Regions from separate parts of the Mus musculus genome. Here region 2 is linked to region 1. Evidence: chromatin contacts called from public Micro-C data. All regions are on one chromosome and are shown on one strand. Each heading gives the region's core, a stretch centred on a gene start, on an enhancer-like site or on the middle of the called end of the contact. The rest is flanking DNA. Distances are from core to core; before and after follow the strand shown.

What was found. A called contact is a pair of places that touch in the nucleus more often than the background predicts.
Region 2: a Micro-C map of the HL-1 cell line shows a contact between it and region 1, with 8 times the contacts expected there. The contact joins the promoter of Ubtf here to the promoter of Ppp1r9b in region 1.

The regions. Positions count from the first base shown.
Region 1 is chr11:94,987,450-94,993,815 of GRCm38.p6, forward strand. Ppp1r9b (protein phosphatase 1, regulatory subunit 9B) reads left to right here and starts at 3,763. Exons shown (of 10, transcript NM_172261.3): 1 at 3,763-5,469. The coding sequence starts at 4,099.
Region 2 is chr11:102,314,984-102,321,349 of GRCm38.p6, forward strand. It overlaps Ubtf (upstream binding transcription factor, RNA polymerase I), which reads right to left and starts at 4,113. Exons shown (of 21, transcript NM_011551.7): 1 at 3,865-4,113; 2 at 1,366-1,490; 3 at 1-56. The coding sequence starts at 1,423.

The sequences.
Region 1 (6,366 bases), core at 2,513-5,012:
TTCAGACATTCAGGTTGAACGTGTTAGGAACTGAGGAATCCAAAATAACTAGCCCAAGGTCATGGAGCAAATGGGAGGAGCTAGGACTCAATTCAGACCTGCAGAACCCTAGCTGGGACTTGTGTGAGCCGGTGTTGCTCACTCCTTCCTGTTCCCAGGGACTCTAACTCCTCACCACCACCCCACCCCGGCACCACCACGCTGGGTGCTGGGTGAGCTCTCCTATTTGGAAATGTGGGTACACAAGCATAGCTTCACCGTGGATCCCAGAACTAGCTCAAGGCCCTAGGCAACAAAGGGGAAGAACTGGGGTGAACATTATTGAGGAGCCATAGAACAGCCAGAGGGCAGGATCTAGATCAGAGTCTTCACAGTGGCCAGGAAACAAACAAACAAACAAACAAAAACTGCTTTCAGAAGTTCTCTCAAAGGCCCAGGGCTGGGAAGAGCAGTCAGCCTTGGCACCCAGCCCATGCCTGAGCCCAGGGTGCTGAAGGCTGGGACTTATCGCACATCAGACTCTCTCCACCCATCTTCATCAGCATCTTTGCTGTTACACCTGCCATTTAAAGCAGGCAAGCCTCCAGGCATGTCATCAAAGAGCGCCTTCTGAGAGGGGCCATCCTGAGAAACAAGGGCGTTCAGGCCGGGAGAGGGCGGATAATCATTGCCTGTTGCAGTTTCTATTTCTTAGCCATTGCCCGGGAGACTTCTCCTTCCTCTACACAGGGTCATACGTTTCTGGGCTGCTGGCACCTCTCGCAGGCCTCAGTTTATCCCCTGGAAGCACTGAGGAGATACACGACTTCTGCCAGGTCACCCAGATAATAAGTGGTATAGCCAAGATCCTGGCCCGACTTTGGGGACCACTCCCCTCTCCTCTCTATACGGGACAAAGGAATGGCAGAAAGTTCCATCCCAAGACCACCAGGTACATTGGCGATGGCATCAACAGATTTCCTCTACCTGGGCCCCCGGGGAAACCAGAAGGTTCAAATTATCCTGAGATGCTAAACAGTCAAGAATCAGTGAACTTACAGCCCGAGGAATGAAAGTTTACCTCAGACAGGCAGGGACAGGATGGAGGTGACACCCCGTGCCCCACCCATCTCTTAGGCAGATTGGGTCGTGCCTGATTCCAAGGAAAGAGTGATGGTTAAAGCGGTTACCACTCAGCTCCCTTAAACGCTTCTTCAGAAGTTCCGGCTTGGGTGCTGCTCAGCTCCATCTAGGAGCCCAGGAAAAAATAATCTCCACTCATTAGCGGCAGCCACCCAAGCTCCACACTCACCGTACTTTCTCACATCCCAAAGCCCTTAAAGGAGTTTTACTCTGAGAAATCACTGAACAAGGGAGACCTGAGGGTACCTTTAAATCCAGTCCATCCTAAATTTCTGCCAAGGGTGTTGGGAAAGGGACTAACAGCTGGTTCCCAACCCCTCCTCCCACCTGGCCAGGAGTGTGGGTACAGACCCCTTGGGCTGGGGCCAGTGAAAAATGACTCACCACAAAGGGTGTGGGAGATTCTGGGCAGAACACCCAGGGCCCTGGGCCCTCCACCAAGTCCACAGAGGAACTCTAAGAACACTGCTCAGATTCCCAACTGGCAATGGGGTGAGCAGAAGGGCATCGCCCAACCACTGCAGAGGGAGCTGGGGATGTAAAACAGTTGCTAAAATGCTTGCTGAGCAAGAAGGAAGCCCTCGGTTGGAGTAACTGCTCAAGCCTGTAATTCCAGCACTCAGGAGGTGGCGGCAGTTGGATCAGAAAAGTTCAAGGTCATCCTTGACTAAGTATTTAGTTCGAAGCCAGCACAGGATACTGCAGGCCCTTTCTCAAAAAACAAGCCACTGACTGCCGTAGCCGGGTTAGGGTGAAGGGCTCAAGCCCCAGACTTGAATTTGAGAACATGTCCTAAAGCTTGTTCATGAAAGATGGGTCAGGAGGGGAGACGGAACCTGGATGGCTTCTTTACCCTGCACAGATCCCCAAACGCAGAACTGGGGAGGGGTAAGTCTCCTGCCCACTGTGCAAAAATGCAGGGGGCATCCGAAAGCCTGAGATTTGGGTTCATCTCCGGCTCCAGATGAGAGCCAAAAAATCTTCCCTCTCCTGGCACACTACTCTAGGGAGCCAGTCCAGTGGTTCTTGGCTCCTCCCCATCCCAATCTTCAGGGTTCCCAGGCGGTTTCCCCACGTCCCATCCCCCCCATGCACAGAGCTCTTTCGCACGTGCCATGGGTTAGTGTCCCACAAAACCCACACACGGAGAACGGAAGGGTAGAGGGTTCCCTCTATGAGCTGGGCCAGGCCAACCGGAGAGAGTGAGAAAACGGGAAGAGGAGGAAGAGGATGGAGGGGAAGAGGGCGGGGGAGGAGGCAGAGGCCGCAGGAAGGCCTGAGATGCAGGAAGCAGCTGGGGAGAGGGGGGAGGCTTTGTGCCTGAGTTGTTTTCTGGGTCCTAGTGTCCACCCTGTTCAGTTCCTGGGAATCTACCAACGACTGGAGGAGCTACACATCTAGACCTGACTGAATATTGGACGGATCCTCACTGCTAGATTGGGGAAGGATAACGGGCATAACAAGGCCCCTTGTTGTGTATGTGAGGAATGAAGGAGCTCTAAAGAAGCTGAGTTTTCAAGGTGGGATTTGTAGGGTACACACACACACAAACACGCTTGCACACAAGTGACCAGAATCCTCTAAGTCTGAGACCCAACGTAGAACTCTCAATAGGGAAACTTTAGCCCTGGGACTCTAGAATCATTCCTTCCAACCTCCCCCAACACCTTACAAACCTTCCTGTTTCAGAGATCTTTTCTGGCAGGTTATGAAGGCCAGGATTCTATACCTCTCCCCAAAGGGGTAGGTGAACAACGTCATTTTAAGACTTCCCAAGGCAAAAAAGCATCTTTGGTAATCTCCTGCCATATGGGTGATGTAACCCCCAACCCTGTCCCTTTCTTCATTTCTCCTCCGGACAGAGCACCACAAAGATTGCTGGGCCCAAGTTTTACATTCTGAAAGATGAAAAAAAAAAAATTCCTATGGGGAATTGTTAAAATGAAGAATCCCAGGTTCCGCCTCTGAGATTCCCCTTCACCTTTGGGAAGGAGCTAGAAATTATGTACTTTGATCTAGCACCCAAAAGTTTTGTTGCTGGTACCCCTGAACACTCTAAGGACCTTTAGAGAAATGATTAAGGGCCCTCCCCACAGAACCCCTTCACTTTGTGGGAGGAGAAGGCCAGTTCCTGCTGTGGCTGGATGGCTCCCCGCCCCCAGGGTTAAATGAGGGGACGCCTAAGTGGATTGTGAAAAGCCGAGTTTGGGATGGGAGGGCTGAAGAAGAATAGCCAAGGTCGGTGAAGCTGCGGAAGGCTGTCCGCCAACTATGAGTAGGAGAGACCAGGCGACAGGGTGGAAGGGAAGGGGAGGGCTCACAGGCTCCGGCCCCGGAAATCCGATCCCTTTAGGACCCAGTGGTACCAGTCCCCCAGCGGCGGCGGCGAGAAGGGCAGCCGCTCGGTCTCCGGCAGCCGCGGTTCGGGCAGAGCTAGAGAAAGACCGAGGCTCGGGGCGCGGGGGGGAGGGAGGGAGGGAGGGAGGCGCGGCGGAGCGGCCCGGGTCAGCGGAGCAGCCACGGGCGCGGGGATGCCGGGCACCCCGAGAGCCAAGGCCCCCGGCCGGAGTAGGGGGCGCCTGCGCCGCCAGCGCCGCTGACACCGCCTCGGAGGATGTGAGCCGGTGCCGTGGCCGCTGCTTCGCGGGCTGGGCGCGCGGTCCCAGCAGCTCCAGCCAGCCTCCGCTTCTTCAATTTGGGTGGGGGCGACCGCACCAGGCCGCTAGAGCTTTCGAAGGGGGCTGGCTGTCTTTGGCAGCTTGGTTGGGGGAGGCGACCCACACAGGGCGCTCGGAGATTTTTTTTTTTTAAAGCAGGGTTAACTGTTTTTTGGCAGCTTGGTTTCTGGGGGACTCTATAGAAGGCCTTTCGGGATTTCTTTCTTTGGGGGGAGGGGGCGGTGGTCCCGACTTGGCCAGCCGCCTGCTGGAGGGGGGCAGCGGGGAGCAGGGGGATGCGAACCCGGCTCCCCCAACCATGATGAAGACGGAGCCTCGGGGGCCCGGGGGTCCCCTCCGGAGCGCCTCCCCGCACCGCAGCGCCTACGAAGCGGGCATCCAGGCACTAAAGCCTCCCGATGCACCCGGGCCCGACGAGGCACCCAAGGCGGCCCACCATAAGAAATATGGCTCCAACGTCCACCGCATCAAAAGTATGTTCCTGCAGATGGGCACCACCGCGGGGCCGCCGGGTGAGGCAGGCGGAGGCGCAGGCATGGCCGAGGCCCCACGGGCGTCCGATCGCGGGGTGCGCCTGTCCCTGCCGCGGGCCAGCAGCCTGAACGAGAACGTAGACCACAGTGCCCTGCTCAAGCTGGGCACCAGTGTGTCGGAGCGCGTGAGCCGCTTCGACTCCAAGCCCGCGCCCTCGGCGCAGCCCGCTCCTCCGCCGCACCCGCCGTCCCGGCTGCAGGAGACGCGGAAGCTGTTCGAACGGAGCGTCCCCGCGGCCTCGGGTGGCGACAAGGAGGCCGTGGCGCGGCGGCTGCTGAGGCAGGAGCGCGCCGGCCTGCAGGACCGGAAGCTGGACGTCGTGGTGCGCTTTAACGGCAGCACCGAGGCGCTGGACAAGCTGGATGCTGACGCCGTGTCGCCGACGGTCAGCCAGCTCAGTGCGGTCTTCGAGAAAGCCGACTCGAGGACCGGCCTTCACCGTGCACCCGGCCCCCCTCGGGCAGCCGGGGCGCCCCAGGTCAACTCGAAGCTGGTCACTAAGCGGTCCCGGGTGTTCCAGCCACCGCCGCCGCCTCCCGCCCCGTCGGGGGATGGCGCGACCGAGAAGGAGCGTGGCCCCGGAGGGCAGCAGCCCCCACAGCACCGGGTGGCCCCTGCCCGACCTCCGCCTAAGCCGCGGGAGGTGCGCAAGATCAAGCCGGTGGAGGTTGAAGAAAGTGGGGAGTCTGAGGCCGAGTCGGCTCCCGGGGAAGTGATCCAGGCCGAGGTGACGGTCCATGCAGCCTTGGAGAATGGCAGCACCCCGGCCACCACAGCCAGCCCTGCACCCGAGGAACCCAAGGCCGAAGCGGTCCCCGAGGAGGAGGCGGCGGCGTCAGTGGCGACGCTAGAGAGGGGGGTGGACAATGGCCGGGCCCCGGACATGGCACCTGAGGAGGTGGATGAATCCAAGAAGGAGGACTTCTCGGAAGCGGACTTGGTGGATGTGAGCGCCTACAGTGGACTCGGGGAGGACTCTGGGGGCAGTGCCCTGGAGGAGGACGATGAAGAAGACGAAGAGGACGGGGAGCCCCCCTATGAGCCGGAGTCAGGGTGTGTGGAGATTCCCGGGCTCTCAGAGGAAGAGGACCCGGCCCCGAGCCGGAAGATCCATTTCAGCACCGCACCGATCCAAGTGAGTGACCCCCCTTGGGCCCCCCGAGCTGCCCTTGCCACGTGCGTGTGGTCGCTCCCGCCCAGACATCCGTGTTTGGCAGGCTGAGTCAGCCCCTGCCACCCAGCCGGGTTCCCAGAAGTTCCCACAATGAGGGAGGCGTGGGGGAACTTCCAGCTGTTTGTCAGAGTGGGAAGGTTTTCAGGTCTGTGATTGTGAAGGTAGCCTGCTGCGACCTGCCCTCAGGTTCCTAACCCCGCCCAGCATCCCTCCCTACTCCACGCCTACTCTGGGACACCTGCTCTCTCTTCCTCCCCCAGACATTCTTTCTTCCAGAAGCTGCCAGAGGCTGGGACTTGGCTGCCCTGAAGGGGTGTGGGACATGTCCTGGGGATACTGTTCCTACACATGTGCTGTCAGGAAGAGAAAGGTGGGGAGCTTAGGGACGCTTCCTGCTTCTGGATGTGTGAGGCTTGGCTCTGTCTGGGGTGACAGAGGGGAGCTAGGAACTTCCCCAAACAAAGATACAGTGGAAGGCTGACCCTCTTCCCTGCTAGTACTCCCACTCCCACTTTGCAGAAGTGAAAGAAGGAAGCAGTCTTCTAGGGTGAGCTGGACCAAGGCCATGTGACTGGGGCTGGGAGAAAGAACCCTACTCCTTAAGTCTGTGCTGGGCCAGCTTCCCATATCCAGGGTTGCATCCAGGAAAGGGGCATCTTATATGGTCCCTGAAGGAGCAGGCCCTACAGGAAGAGGGGGGTGAGTTTGGAAGTTCCCCTAAGGTGCCTGGGCAGGCTTTTCATGCCTATAGCCTTCCATATTCTCTATGGACTTTAAAAGAGGCTGGGGGCTTGCTTGTTCAGCCCCTCTCCCCCTTTCTCTAGCACCACTATTGAAGATTGGTTTGTGAACTGTGCC
Region 2 (6,366 bases), core at 2,863-5,362, 7.3 Mb after region 1:
GAGGTTGTTCTTCATGCATTCCAGCAGAGTCAGCATATCTTCCTGGGACCAGCGGTCTGTGACATGTAAGAGAAGTCACCACACCTGGCTCATGCCCTTCTCTTGATCTGTTCCCCAGCCTCTGAGTTCACCCCCTCCTCCCCAAAGCCCCTGGTTGCTTCTCATCTGAACCAGTACATGGCTCAGTCCTAAAAAAGAAAAATAACCGTGGTCCTATTAAATCAGGGAAGGGACTCTGGACCAGATAAAATAACCACCATACTTAAGTTACACTGGGAATCCTGTCTTGCTTACCTCAAAGCAATCACTTTTAACATGCTAGGCTGCCATGGGCCCCTATTTACAGTATGAGATGGAGTGGGAAGTCTAGTGATTTAGGGCCTATGGACAAAGGGCTCATCAGAAAGGGAGGGATCAGGGAAAGAACGTATCTAAATGTGGTCAGGCTCTATGTGAGTGTCAAACATGCAAGGCCTGAGGTTGAGGTGTGAGTCCTAAGGCTCCCAGTGAAGATGTCTGTCCAGCACAGCTGGAGATCAACAACTAAAGGCAGGTACTCCACCACTCTAGTCACTTTAAGGGAGACCAAAGCAGCATTTCTGGCAACTGAGAAAAGTGGAATTCAAACATTAGCACCATACACAGTAGTTCTGAGAAAAGGCAAGCAGGTGGACAGAGTTCTCAGGGCCTTGGTCTCTGGAGAACCCCAGAACTCCAAGTTGACATCTTAGCCCAATTATTTTCAGCTGCTAAAGTGCAGCCCAGAGACAGCTCTGAGCCTCTCTGCTATGGAGGCTGGGCTGGGGGAACCCTTGGCCAGGATGCAAAAGAGCTCCTGACTTTCATTTGCATCTGGTAACCTGGGCCGGTTTCCGCAGAAAAGGGTCACATGGCCCATAATCCTCTCTCCCCTGATGTCTCACAAACATTGGCAGATGCCCAGTTTCCTACTACCCTCCATGTCATAAACATAACACTGCTGACAGAGGTGGCTAGGGTCGGGGCATCTATAATTCCTAAGGCTTGGAGCCATAAACCACAATCCCCTTCCCTGTTTTCCACCTGCCTCTAGTGAAAATCTCCACTAAGGTGTGATACTTCAAGCTAAGAAACCAAGAAGGCTGGCTTCCAAGAGTCTTCCCTGTGACCCTCATTCATAGCAAGAGATCGTAAAGACTCAAGTTCTAAGCTCAAGGCCAAGTAATTTGGATTTGGCCAAACCCCCATGTGACAGATGCTTCACTTTCTAAGACTTAAGACTGTCTGCCAGTGCACAGAACGAAGCCTGAGAGGAACCTTTTACAAGGCTGGAGAGCTCGTGTGTGAAAAAAGACAAGTTTGAAAAGAGAAGCTGGGGACCCATACCTTGGCCTTTGGGGGCGGCCATTTCCAGGTCTGTGGGACAGTCCGCTTCTCCGTTCATTCTCCAGCTGTCCAGCCACCTCCTCGGTCGCGCTGGCCGGGCCACCCGGGGTCAAAGCCACCTCACCCTTTTGAAGAGACACCAAACCCACTTAAGGAGGCTGAGAGGAGGGGGGCTTTCTATCCCACCCCCTCACACATGGGAGGGGGCATAGGTCCACACTCTCAGCGAGACCCGAACAGGAGGCTCATAGACTTCATCAGTGGGTGCAGGAGTGAGCCCCACTCTTCTCTACCCCAGCCCCCAGAGCCAGGCGGTGCCGCATGCGCCCTCCCCTGCCCACGCGAGAGACTGCTCCCAGCTCCCGCGTGCAGCTAGCTCCCGCCCTCCGGCCTCCTTCCCCCACCCGGGCAAAAAAAAAAAAAAAAAATTCTCCTCCTCCTCCTCCTCGGTGAGCGCCCGCCCCGGGGAGGCCCCAGGCTGGAGGGCGGGGGAGGAAGGGCGGGTAAAGGGCGCGCGCGGGCATGGAAGCGGGCACGCGCCTCAGTCTCCTCCTCCCGCTTTTCCCCGGCCGGTTCCCCCCGCCTCCGCAACCCGGCGGGGACCCGGACGCCGCGCAGCCGCCGCCAGCCCGGGAGCGCAGCGGCCGGACCGCCCCCGGGGACTAGATCTGGATTCCCGCTGCTACCCCCCTCCCGACCTCCCAACGCGGTCCCCGCCTGTCCGGGCAGGCGAGCAGTCGGAGAAGCGGCCTAGCTTGTCCCCCGTCCCCGAACCACCCGGGGCCGGAGACGCCGCCGCCACCACCCAGCCACCCCAACACGCACGGAAGAAACCCGGCGCAGAGGCGCGACCGCGGCGGGAACGGCCGCCTCCTCCCCGAGCCTGCGGCCCAGCCCTGCCGGCGCCCCCGCCCCGGCCTCCGGGGAGCCGAGCCAAGCAGAGGGCGGGAGGACGGCGGCCGCGAGGCGGGGGCGCTTCGCTCACCGGCCCCGCCGCCCCCTCCGGCGGCCGGCGAGAACTGCGCCTGTCGGCCGGAGAAACGCGGGCTCCTCCACCCGGGGCCTCACTTGGGCCTCGCTTCCTGCCCTTCCTACCCCCGGCTCACGGCGCCCTTCCCCGTTCCCTGATCATCTTGTCTACAGTTCTCCCGGTATCGCCACTCGGCGTCTACCGCAGCCGCGGCTCGCTCCCTAGCCCCGGCCCCGGCGCACGTCCTCCGCCGCCTCGGTTACCCGGCGCAGCGCGGCCTCTGAGCTCCCCGCTCCGGCGGCTCCCTTCTCGGCTCTGAGCGCGGCGCCCTCCCCCGCTCGGCCGGGCACAGCCGCAACTCCCTCCCGCGGCGGCAGCGGCTCCTCCTCCGGGCGCGGCGGCGGCGCTGGGGCGGCGGCTGCTGCTGCTGCTGTGGCGGCGGCGGCTGTGGCTGCTGCCTGCTGCTCCTCGCGGCGAAAAGCACAAAGCACAGCGCCCTCCGCCTGCAGGCAGCCCGCCCGCCCGCCCGCCGGCCCCGGCCTCAGCTCGCACACCCCCCGCCGCCGCAGCAGCCTCCGCCGCCGGAGCGGGGAGGAGGGAGAAGGGAGGAGGAGGAGCGGGAGGGGGGGCGGGAGAAGCGGGGCAGCGAGCGCGTCCTTCCCCGTAGAGCGCACACCGACCCCCGGGGAGCGAGCGCCAGCCCGCCCGCCTCGCCGGCTCCGCTCCCTCCCACAGCCTGCCCGGGCGGGCTCCGCGGGGGGCAGCTGGGAGGAGGGGCGGGCGCTGGGGGGACCCGGGCGGCCGAGGCGGAGGCAAGGAAGGAGGGGAGGGGGGTGGTGGTAGTGGCGGCGGCGGCTGCTGCTGTTGCTGCCGCCGGGGAAGGGGGGGGCCGGGACAGGGAAGACACGCAGCCGCCCGGATGGCGGCGGGGCTGCGAGCCGAGGCGGGCGAGCAAGCGGGCGGCTAAAGCGACCTCGCCAGCCCCGCGGGGGAACTAGCAGGCTTGGCCGGCGCGGGAGGAAGGGAGGGCCGAGGTGCGGCGGTGGAGAGGGTGGCCGGCGAGCCTCGCGGGTGCCGGCAACCCTGCTCTGGAGCTCTCTTCCAGGCTCTCCCAGCTTAAGCTCGGTTTCCCGGCCTAGTCCTCATCTGCTCCTCTCTCCCGCCTCCGGGAGCGGGCTAGCGACCACCCTGGTCCCCGGAGCGTGGCTACCGGCTTGGGACTCACGCTCCCGGATCGCGGTGCGAGGTTTCGGCGCCTACCTCTCGGTTCCCTTATGCTCCGCAGAACACCCGTGAAACTTAAAATATATATTCTTAGTCCCCTAAACAACAAAAACCTCTCCCGTCCCTCCTCACACCCGGGAATCGGCCAGGAGCTGCCGACCCCAGCGGAAGAGTCACTCTGGGAGCCGGTTCAATCCAGCCCGGCATGGCTATCCAGGCCTTCCCGGGCGCGTGGAGGACGGAGATTGGCGCCGCCAGAGAGCAACCCCTTTCCCCCGAAATCCGCGGCACCGAGGCTTACTTACCGAGCAAGTGGGTGCTAGTGAGGGCCGGGGGCGCCAGGCAGCACGGCAAGCGGAAGAGCCGAGCCGCAGCTCCGCAGCTGCCGGCGCCCGGGCAGCGAGTCTCCAGACAAAGCCCGAGATGGCGAAGCGGAGCGACGGCTAATGGCGAGCCCCACGCGCCGCGCTCCGCCCGCCCCGCTCCGCCCGCCCGCCCGCCCGCCTCGGCGCAGCGCAGCGCAGCGCCGCTCCGAGCGCTCGCCCGTCAGAGCCGCCTTGGCGCCGCCGCCTCCCGGGCCGCCCCGGCCTCGCCTGGCCCCTCCGCCTCCTCCGGGCGGCTCAGCCTCACCCCTTCCCTCCCACCGCTCGGGGGCTGCACGAAATTTTAAAAAAAGGAATAGTAAAAAAAAAAAAAAAAAATGTTTTTTGCTTTTTTTTTTTTTTCCAAGGCAGATGTTTTTCGACATTTAGCTCTTTTTTGGCTCCCAGCTCCCACTCACCTGCGGGGCCTCCGGCAGGGCTGGGGGCGGGGGTGCGCGGGGCTGGAGCCGCCGAGCGCGGGTTGAAAGCTAGCCAAGCTCTGCAGCGCCCGACCCGGGCGTGTACGCCGCCGCCAGTCCCCGCAGAGAAATCGTCCTCCTACCCCCGCCTCCATCGCTCTGCGTTTCTCTTCCAATCAGCCGGTCGCTTGGCGGCTCCTCCAGTCTCCGGCCAAGCCAGCTGCCTAGAGCGAGCTCCACTCCATCTGCTTGCCCGACTCCTCGCTCTCCTGTCGGGGCGGGCAAGGCAGCTTGAGGCCGGAGGGGGATCTGTGAGGGATCCTGCCTGCTCCCTCTCCCATTGCTCCATCCTTGCTGTCTCCTGCCTCCTCCTCTCCTGCGTTTTTCCAACTCTCCCCTGTCGCCACTGGTGTGTGTCTGTGTGCGCAGGTTTTCTCTCTCTCTCTTTTTTTTTTTTTTTTTATTGCTTTGCTTTTGCAACCCTGAAGCTAAAGCGGGATGGGGGCGAAGGGGAATGTTACAAAAAAGAAAAAGGGAAAAAAAAAAGCCTCCTAGGTTTGCAACGTATGAAAATACCCGGGAAGTACCCCGCCTCGTTTGGGTCTCGGTGCCCGGCGAGGGCCTTCCGGATTTCAGAGCCAGTCTTGGGTTGTTCTCGATGTCCCCCATCTTCACCGGCCGTATGATCCGAGGAGTTAAGAACAAAAAGTTCACCCCTGTGTCGTAGTAGGGTGTCAGTGGGAGTTGGGGAGGTTTTTCAAGAAGCAGCGGAACGGCCATCCCTTTACCCTGGGCTTCAGTAACTAGGCCGCGACCGGGGTAGGGGTTTAGAGCAAAATCCCAGCGCGTTTGTGCGAAAGAGCTGGAAGGGGGAAGTCGGAACCGGGAACGGAGCTTCGTGCGTCTCCCCCTCGGTCTCTGCTTCCAGTTGCCTGCAAGCTCCCCCTTTAATTTTTTTTTTTTCTCCTCCTTTCCTTTAATCTAATTTCTTCCAACTCCACCTTTGTTGTTACCGGCGTCACGCCTGGATCAGCCAATCCCCTTCTCGCAATCAGCTTGTCAAAAAGGCTTGGCCAGCCCTGAGAAAGCAGGCCGCGGGCGCTGTCCCCCCACCCCGGCGACGACGGGGAGCCCACAAGAGAGCTCCGCACCCCGGTTTAAGGCAGGATTTGAGCAGCCCGGCAACCACAGATCTAACCTCCCGTATTCCACCATCCAGCAAGTCTGGGGAGAAAAGGCCTGGGCGTGTGCCGCTTTTTAACCTCCCACTGCCATCGGTTCTAGTGGTCTTTACCTCCCCTGCTAGTGGGCTGAAGGGATATCAGGATTAGTTGTAGGGAGGCAGAAGGCAATGTGAAGGACGCTGGTTTCCACCAGGTCGGCCCACGCTTGGTTTGTGTCATCACTCCCCGGGACACGCCATGGCTCCTGGCTCCTCGGGCTGCCACAATAACACTGCTGTTGCTCACATCTCAGCCAGCTGGGTCGCACAGTCTCTTTGGACCATTTCTTGGCACACTGCCTTCTCCATCCACAGTTTCGTTGCTGGTGTAATTCCTCTTGTCTCCTGGGGAAAATGAGATTTCTTTCCCAGGATTTCCACATCCCACTCTGCCACGTTGCAGGAACAGATCTGCTGTGCTCAGCTTAGAAGCACCGCGTGTAGGAGAGGCAGATTGGCCGTGATAAAGAAGGGTAGCCTTCAAGGCCTCTTCCTTGGATGACCTACTGAAGAGTCTGTTCTTAAATTATTTTGTTTGTTTCGTTTGGATTTTTGAGACAGGGTTTTTCTGTGTAGCCTTGGCTCTCCTAGAGCTAGCTCTGTTTACCAGGCCAGCCTCGCACTTAACCCGAGATCTGCCTGCCTCTGCCTCCCAATTGCTGAGATTTTAATATTTTATTTTTTATTAAAGAGTCTATCCCCTTCGCTTGCTTTTACTCCCTTCCTCTCTTCCCTCTGTCCGTTTTCTCTCCATTCCCCCCACCGCCACATACCTAGATCTGCCTCTGGAATACAAAACATTTG